Linked DNA regions of Sus scrofa: region 1 is linked to region 2. Evidence: chromatin contacts called from public HiChIP or PLAC-seq data. All regions are on one chromosome and are shown on one strand. Each heading gives the region's core, a stretch centred on a gene start, on an enhancer-like site or on the middle of the called end of the contact. The rest is flanking DNA. Distances are from core to core; before and after follow the strand shown. Region 1 holds the start of APP (amyloid beta precursor protein). Region 2 overlaps APP (amyloid beta precursor protein).

Evidence for each region. HiChIP or PLAC-seq counts read pairs in DNA pulled down with a chosen protein or histone mark.
Region 1: a contact with region 2 is called in an H3K27ac HiChIP or PLAC-seq map of alveolar macrophages. The contact joins the promoter of APP here to the enhancer-like site in region 2. A contact is called at or near these places in 4 of 47 Hi-C or Micro-C datasets (alveolar macrophages, fibroblasts, mesenteric adipose tissue and 1 more) and 2 of 2 datasets of contacts at active chromatin or transcription factors (alveolar macrophages and skeletal muscle).

The regions. Positions count from the first base shown.
Region 1 is chr13:189,714,085-189,718,296 of Sscrofa11.1, reverse strand. It overlaps APP (amyloid beta precursor protein), which reads left to right and starts at 2,345. Exons shown (of 18, transcript NM_214372.1): 1 at 2,345-2,442. The coding sequence starts at 2,386. LOC110256540 (a long non-coding RNA gene) reads left to right here and starts at 2,449. Exons shown (of 2, transcript XR_002338172.1): 1 at 2,449-2,778; 2 at 3,692-4,212.
Region 2 is chr13:189,586,270-189,590,601 of Sscrofa11.1, reverse strand. All of the region lies in intron 5 of APP (amyloid beta precursor protein), which reads left to right. Among named protein-coding and RNA genes, the nearest start is that of APP, 130 kb to the left of the region's middle. Within about 2 kb of position 2,846, at least 9 of the 83 cell types and tissues checked have an H3K27ac peak or open chromatin away from gene starts, as enhancers often do. A contact at or near this core is called in alveolar macrophages, where this site is marked.

The sequences.
Region 1 (4,212 bases), core at 1,096-3,595, 130 kb before region 2:
GTAATCAGAACAGCCCACAGACAGAATGCACTGTCTGAAGAGCTAGTGTCTCCTACGCTGTGGCATTTAAGTCTGGGCAGGGAAGGCTGTGAGGATACCAGCCAATGAGCAGTCAGTCCTTTTCCCAGGGGCTAGAGTTCTAAGTAGAGATGCCTTTTATTTTCTGCTCAGAGGACCCCGAAGCTACGCTGTGGCAGGAAATGGCATTAAACAGAGATGGTGGCTGAAAAGTAAAAGCCACCAGGACCTCCGAGTGGTGATGAAACAGGAGAAAATGTAAAGAATGCCTATCATTCTGACACAGGCAGCAGCCAACCATCTTCTGCCAGGAACAGCTTCTCCAGGGATGGATCACTGGGGTGCATTTCAACAGTGGGAAAGGGAAATGCCAAATCTAGGAACTCATATATAATCGCAGATTATAACCTCACCTCTCTATCTTTGAATTCTGTGCTCAATAAAAGTCCCTTGCTCTTAAAAATGGCTTCCTGCCTCCCAGGACTGGCTCCATAGGCAGGCATCTGCTCCATCACACAGGATCTGAGCTCAGAAGGGTCTTGTGCTTGATTGAACGTGCAGCTGTTATCATCTTAAAATTCTTCACTTTGGAAGAAAGAGTCCCACCTTTTTATTTTGCACTGGACCCTGCAAATTGTGGAGCCAGGCCTGCTTCCTACCCATTTTTAAGTCATATTCCTATTTCCTATCAGGTGCCTTCAATTTGTCTCACACACCTGCGGTGGTGGGTAAACATGTTTGGAAGCAACTGGGTTTTGCTGTCACTTGGGCCTTTTTTCCCTGCAGTCCCAACCTCTTGCCACTTACTTGCTGTGAGATTGGGGAGGAGGTTTTTAGCGTCAGCTTCCTACTTTACAAATGGGAATAATAACAGTAAGGGCCTCACTGGCTTTTGGAGGAAGTAAATGACATAAGCACGTAAACAAATAATTCGAACTAACGAATATTTGTCACCATTGGTTGAGGAGGTTCAAAGGTCATTCAGGAGAGAAAGTAATTCAAGGGACCAGCTTGGATGCCTAACGGGGTTAATAAGAGAGAAGACAATATCCAGGGGAGCTGGCCCAGAAATGTTATCTTATCTGGAAGGAAGCCGGCATCCTCGGCTGAGCCACGATTCCACGGCTGAGCCTGTGGCTTCTTTCCCTCCCACCAGCGCCCCTGTGGACTGTGGCTTGTCCTTCAGGTCAAGAGCAGGGCAGTTCTAGACCATTCTAGACTCACCAGACACTAACCCGACCATGGGTGGATTGTGTTTAACCTAGGAGAAAGTGGCTTCCCTAGAAGGTTCACTTCTGTAATCCCGGGCAGACACAAGAAGGAACAAGGACGGAGTTGGAGGTCAGAAGTTCTGAGGTATGGGGGTCGAGGAGAAATCATCTTTCCACAACCTTTCTTTCACTTCACCCGCGTCTCAGATGGACACTACATCCCTGCCTGATTTAAAAAAAAAAAAAAAAAAAATCCCAGATGACTGTCCCCTTCTCAAAACAAAAACAAACAAAAAATTTAAAAAAAAAATTAAAAACCCTTCTTTCAAGGAGAAGTAAATAGGTCGCCGCTTCTTCTCCTGGTCCGGCGCCTTTCTCCTTCGGTTCAGTCTAAAGATAGAAATTCCAGGTTGCTCGTGGCTGCTTTTGACAAAAAAAAAAAAAAAAAAAAAAAAAAAAAAGAGGGCTTTTGCTCTCCTAGCAAGCAAAGAAATCCTATTTCCTTTAAGCTAGTCTTGTTCTCAGTCTCTTCCAGAAACGCCTCCCCCACCTCTCCAAACCGAGACAAAAAATTAAATGCGGATAAAAACGCACCCCAGCAGCAACCCATTTATACGACACCCCCGAGAGGCCTGCGGGGTCGGATGAGTCAAGCTCACGGGAACGAGCGGGGAGCGCTCCCGACTTTTCTGGAGCCCAGTCGTCCTACGACTCACCTTTCCCTGATCCTGCACGGTCCCTCTCCCGGCCCCAGAGTCTCCCTCCTACTGCTCGAGGGGTCCAGGCCAGGGAAGCGGGCGGGGAGCCGGGGGGACCCGGCGGGAGCCGAGGGCCCCGCACCTGTGGGCGCCGAGGGCGCCGGGGGCGCCGGGGGCCGCGGGCCCCTCCCGGCCGAGCGCGCGCAGCTCCCCGGCGGCTCCGCTAGGGGTCTCTCTCGGGTGCCGAGCGGGGTGGGCCGGATCAGCTGACTCGCCCGGGCTCCGAGCCCCGCCGCCGCGCTGCTGTTCGGTCAGTTTCCTCGGCAGCGGTAGGAGAGAGCACCCGGGGCAGCGCGAGCGCGGGGCCACCGTAGACAGCGGCAGCGACACCGGCAGAGCAAGGGCGCGGCGGATCCCACGCGAACAGCAGCGCACTCGGTGCCCCGCGCAGGGTCGCGATGCTGCCCGGTTTGGCACTGGTCCTGCTGGCCGCCTGGACGGCTCGGGCGCTGGAGGTGGGTGCCGCGCCTCGGAATGGGGTCGGAGGGGGACAGTGGAGACCCGATTAATCCAAGTCTTTAACCCAGAGAAGCTGGGGTTAGTCGAGGACCACCCCACTCTCCTCAGGCCTTACGCCCCCGCTTGCGGGCACCCTGCGCATCCCCGCTTCTGGCCCAGCCCTGCCCCGGGGACGCGCTCTCCGGCCCGCGGGGAAGGAGCGGGTGAGGGGTCGGGAGCCCGGGTCCGCTTCAGTCGGGGGAGAGAAGAGGAGGAGGCTATCTGCAGCTCAGACCCTGACTTAGTCCCTGCCTCGGAACCGGGGACCCGGGGCAGCTAGAGACGTCCAGATGGTAGGTGGGGGAGGGAGCACGTGGGAAAAGCCGAAAACCCACAGTCCCTGGATCCTGTCCCCAGCTCTTAATCGCTGCCTTTCCCTTTCTCTCGGGCCCTAGGGAGGAGTCGGGACGGCTTGGGAAGCTGGTCATCTCTCTCCCCAACCCCCCCACCCCCGCTTTCCCTCGCTTTTCCCCCGCGGTTTCACCTTCCCTTCACATCCCCACCGCCCCTTTTCTGCCCGACCTCCTCCTCCTCCCTCTTCTCGGTTGCTCGGGGCTGCCTCCTGAGTGCGACCCCAAGCAGGGTCAGGCACCACCCTCGGCAGGCAAACTTTGTGCATTTCTGTGTCTCCCTTTTGTGCTAAGTTGCGAGAGATGGGAGGGGTCGGAGATCCACAGCCACATCGCACCTTCCCCAAGCCTAAATATCCCGGGCGTTCGCTCGCACCCTCACATTCTCCGGGAGAGGGACAAGGAAGGTCCCCGGGAACAAAAGCCGCGACACCCCGCCCTCGCCAGCCCGGGGCGCGGTGGGCTGAGCTGAGTTAGTCTGTGCGCCACCGAGGCTCCCGCCTGACTCCCTTCTCCGCGCTGCGCGCCCGTCCCGGAGGGGGCTGGGGCGCTGCTGGGGCGACTCTGGCCGAGCCTCTGGGCCCCTCTACTTCCTCCCCCCACCCCATCACCTCCGAGGCTTGCTCATTCTGTTCTCGGTTGTAAAGTCCTTGGGGAGAAATACGCGGAGAGTGGAGTGTGCGTCTGGAAGGGGCAGTGGCGGGTGGTGGGGAGCCACGAGCTCTCTTCCTGTGCATCAAAGGAGGCGTTTGTCTGATTAAGGCGCGGCCTCTTCCCTGGCAGTGCTGGGCAGTCCGGTTTAGCTCCCCGGGGGGCGCGGACTGCTGGGGAGGGTCCTCAGGGTCTTTTTTTTTAGGGTGCAGATAAAAGGATTGAATTGAGTGAAGATTAAGACGGAGAAGATGGCGCCTCTGCAGTGCAGCAAAGAAAAGCTGTGTGGAGGCTGCAGCCTGGTGAAATCCACCCACCACTAGGTGTATAACAAGTCCTCCCCATTCATCCAACTCTCGAACATTCAGCTAACGCCTGTGCAAAATGACTATTTTCCTTTTCATCTGAAGATGTTGAGAAATTATTTGCTTGGCAGTTGAGGCAGAAAACGTATTTCGCATCATTTGAGTTCCCATTTGGTATCTTAGCATTTGTAACCTCTCTTTCCCCATTTTTCCCCCTCCTTTTCCCCTAACTCATGGGATTTTCCAAAAGAGCAATTTCTGGACAAATGTTTTCCCGTAGTGTAACTGAGATTATACGGACTATCACACCATTTCAGCTGTTTAGTCCCTAATTTACAGGGTCATTGAACTTTTTCCCCCTCTGCCTTTTTCCTACAAGTGGCTCAGGAATCACCTGGGGGCTTGTTAAGGCAGATTGTTT
Region 2 (4,332 bases), core at 1,597-4,096:
TGAAGAGGGGAAAAGAAAGGGGACTTCCAATCCTTCCAAATGAGAGTTGATCCACAGTTTAAATCACTTTGTGATTGGGAGGTAATGCGATTTGTTTGGGTCAGACATGAGTGTTTTCTTCTTGCTAATGAGGCATTTCAAGAAATGTTCTTTACAGGGTAAGCTCTGTTTCATGGCCTCACTGAAAAAGAGGTAAGCCTTTTAAAAAAAAAAAAAGATTGAGTATAGACAAATCAGTGACTGTTCCCAAAGTGTAGGTGTAAATAACCAGTATTTATTTCTCCGTTGTTGTAATGATTAAGTTCTCAGGCCACTTCAAAATACCTATTTCTGGGATCAGTTATGTTTATGTTAATAGCCTACAGATTCCAGCCATCTTGGGTAAGAATTTTTCTGTGGGAAAATGCATTTGGAAATTCCACCTAATCTGTAAAACCAAGCACATAACCCGTCTACCCTTGGGAGTGAGGGTCTGGAGGGTGAGTTTGTCCCCACCTGGAACCACAGAATCTGACTGAAACCTCATAGTCCAGGGGGGCTAATGAATCTGTAGAGCAAATGACTTGAAGGAGGACCTTCTAATTCTTTTATAACAGCACATTTCCAGTCAAGAGTATGTCCTTATATTTTTTTCAAAAGAGAATCTTTAATGTAGTTTCGTATTGTTTTTTTAAAAATTAATTATTATTACCATGATTTTTTATAGTCACACCTGCAGCACATGGAAGTTCCCAGACTAAGGGTCAAATTGGAGCTGCAGCTCCAGGCCTACCCCACAGCCACAGCAACACTGGATCCAAGCGGCATCTGTGACCTACACCACAGTTTGCAGCAACACCGGATCCTTAACATACTGAGCAAGGCCAAGGATTGAACCTACATCCTCACAGAGACTATGTAGGGTCCTTAACCTACTGAGCCACAATGGGAACTCCTTACGTTGGTTCTTTACTTCTCATCACTTTTATAAATACTTCTGCATTTGGTATTTGTTTCTGAACTGTTATCAAAAATATTCCGTTGCACAAACATCATAAAATTTGTTGCATGCACATCATAAAGGAAGAAAGAATACTGTCCCACGTGTTTTTAACAATTTTAGCAATAGTTTCTGTTTTTGTGTTGCCAAAGACTGAATGATGTCATCCTTCCTGTCAAATGACTCAGTGGATGAAAATACCGTATTTTCTATTTGTTCTTAGAAATGCATTTGCTCACTTTGCAGTTCTTGAGCTTGAGAAAATTTTTCTAGGACATCATCATCTGAAGACTCATGGTCTGAGGTTTTGCCTATGGGATCAATTTCATTCTTCTTCTGATTTGTCTGATAATTGTGAAATATCTCCTGTCAATTTTCTTCCACTTGACAATGTGGAAAAGGAACATTTTTGATTTTCACTTGTATTCTGGGAAAGTTTCTAGACTTCTTTTATTCCTTCTTGAAAGACGATGCAGTATTTTGGGAACACGGTAGTAAAACTATGACCATTCCCCTGTTGCATCATCCTTCTAGGCAATTCCTTCCTTCTTTTCATATTATTTGGTCTTCCTCAGCACAAATGGAAGTTTTGTGTGTGTGTGTGTGTGTGTGTGTGTGTGTGTGTGTGTGTCTTTTGCCTTTTTAGGGCCGCACCTGTGACATATGGAGGTTCCCAGGCTAGGGGTCTAATTGGAACTGTAGCCGCCGGCCTATGCCAGAGCCACAGCAACGCAGAATCCGAGCCACATCTGTGACCTACACCACAGCTCACAGCAGCGCTGGGTCCTTAGCCCACTGAGCGAGGCCAGGGATCAGACCCGCAACCTCATGGTTCCTAGTTGGATTCGTTTCCGCTGCGCCACAACGGGAACTCCAGAAATATTTAATGAGTAATAATGAAGTAATTCCTGAGATGATAAAAAAAAATAATAATAATAAAATTGCGGGAAAAAAAGCTTAGCTATAAAAAATTCCAGGAGTTTTCTTGTGGTGCAATGGGTTAAGGATCCAGCATTGTTACTGCAGTGGCCAGGGGCGCTGCTGTGGTGTGGGTTTAATCCCTGGCCTGGGGCAGGGACAAGCAAAAAGAAATTTTTAATTAAATAAAAATAAAAATTCCAGTTGACTGATATGGTAATTATAAGGTAGAATGAGTTTTATTCAAGGTTTTTAATAAAATATTTTAAGAAGGTGTAAGTCAGAAGTATTGACTCTTACAAGTAGGTAGAACTGCTAAAAATGAAAGTAAAATGTAAAATTGTATCCAGTGGACCTTGGTGGAATTCCAAGGGTTAATAACATACCCTACTTATCAGGAGTTTACATTTGTTATGAGGCCTGTGTGATTTTATTAAATACTTGACCTAATTTTCTACACGCTAGGTATTCAACAAATATTTGAGTTACAGTGAATTGGCATTCATGTTAAATACATACACAGACATAATTGGCAACTCAAGGTTAAACTATTTGGGCTTTAAAACAAAAGCTACTAAGGGATATCATTCCAGACACGCAAGAATTAAGTGAAATTACATCAGGAATCTCTAAAGCTAGAGATACTGGGGGGAAAAATGCCTCAGGAATATTTCTAGCAACCACTTAGCACCTTTACTGTAGTTACTGCTTGACTATCTTCCCATGGCTTCAAAAAGTGCCATAAAGTAGAATAAAATGAAATTAAATGGGAGCTATAAATGAAGGTAAGATTCATCTTTATTTGAACTTTGGTATAGAAGTCCATTCTCAGAGTAGCTTTCTTATTTGAACCAGCAAGCATTTTTGGTTTCCTATGTCAACATGGAGCTCTTTATTAAAAATAACAGTAGGCAGAAATTTCAGGAAGTACAAGCTATAGTCATGAGACCAGCTCAACTCTCATTAGCTCTTGGCAAGCATGGTGTGATTTTGAAAATGAGTAAACGAACATGAATTTAGAGGAGTGGTTCTCAACAGGGTGCGATTTTGACACCCAAGGGACTTTGGAGATGTCTGCAGACATTTTTAATTGTCTCAGTGCAGGGGGTGGGTGGCAGGGATGCTCCAGGCATTTGGTGAGTAGAGACCAGGATACTGCTAAACATCCCATAATACCAGGATACTGCTAAACATCCCATAACAAAGAAATATCAGCAGAGCTGAGGTTGAAAAACTGGCTTAGAGGTTTCTTTGGTACTGGAAAGCGAGGAAAATTATTCTTTAAAAACAAACAAACCAAAAAAAGAACCCAAAAAACTTCCATTCCAAGCTTTTGTCTCACTCTGATCTCCTGTGGACAGAAAAGCAAACACCCCAGGAGTCTTGAATGCAGCTTTTGTGCAGATGGAAATGTTTGAGATCAAAATAAACCCTCCAAATATAACTGCATCCAGAGTTAAAAATGTGCTCAAATACAGTGGATAATTAAGGCTTCTTATTTGCACCCAGTCATTTCATTAATTCTAATCATTATGTCAATTATTTTTTCCTTTTATTAGTATTACTCCTGTCCATTTTGACTACATTAAACACTAGCATATTTTCTGGAGCAAAATGATCTTATTTTGGAATATTTGATATCTTTAGAGACCTGGAAGACTATCTCCACTTAAAATAGTTTTTCCCTTGCATCTAATTAGAAAAATGTTTAAAATATGGTAATTTTTCAGAAGCTGTTGGGTCCAGGAAAAATCATCTCTAATCTGGCCTTACAGTTTTATGTTTCTGTGTGTCTTTGTTTTTGTTCATATGTATACTTTTATTTGGTTGTGATTAAAATACATAAGAATTTTCATTTTTTAAGTAACATTTTGAATTTTTAAAACTGTGTTTATAATCTTCATGTTTATCCCCTTTAATTATGCATATTCCTTTAAAATATGTTCACCCATGTCATCATTGTCGGACAATTTTTTCTTTTCTTTTTTTTACATTATAGAAGACAAGGTTTTGAATTCTTTAATATAGATTTCCTGCCATGATATATAATAATTACTTTCAGGTAGTTTTCCAAAAGTAGGGCCACTGGGTTAAAAAATGTGAATGTTTTGACATCACTTAAAATTTATCTCAGTGTTTATGCCCATTTATAGTGAGGTAGCAATAGCAGATAGATTTATTTTGTCACTGTGTACTCAGCAGTACGGGGTTTTTATTGTTATTAATAACACAGTCGCTCCTTCCTACTATCAAGCTCTTCTAAGTTGTGAGTGTCATGAGGGCATGGATTCAGTTTTATTGCCTCCTTGTACCCTTGTCTCTGCATGAGCGGTATTAATCATAACAGATGTTAGGTAATCTTGCCGTGTACAATGCACTATGCTGAACGCCTTGCTGTATTAATCCATTAACTGTTCACAGCTTTTAAGTATCTG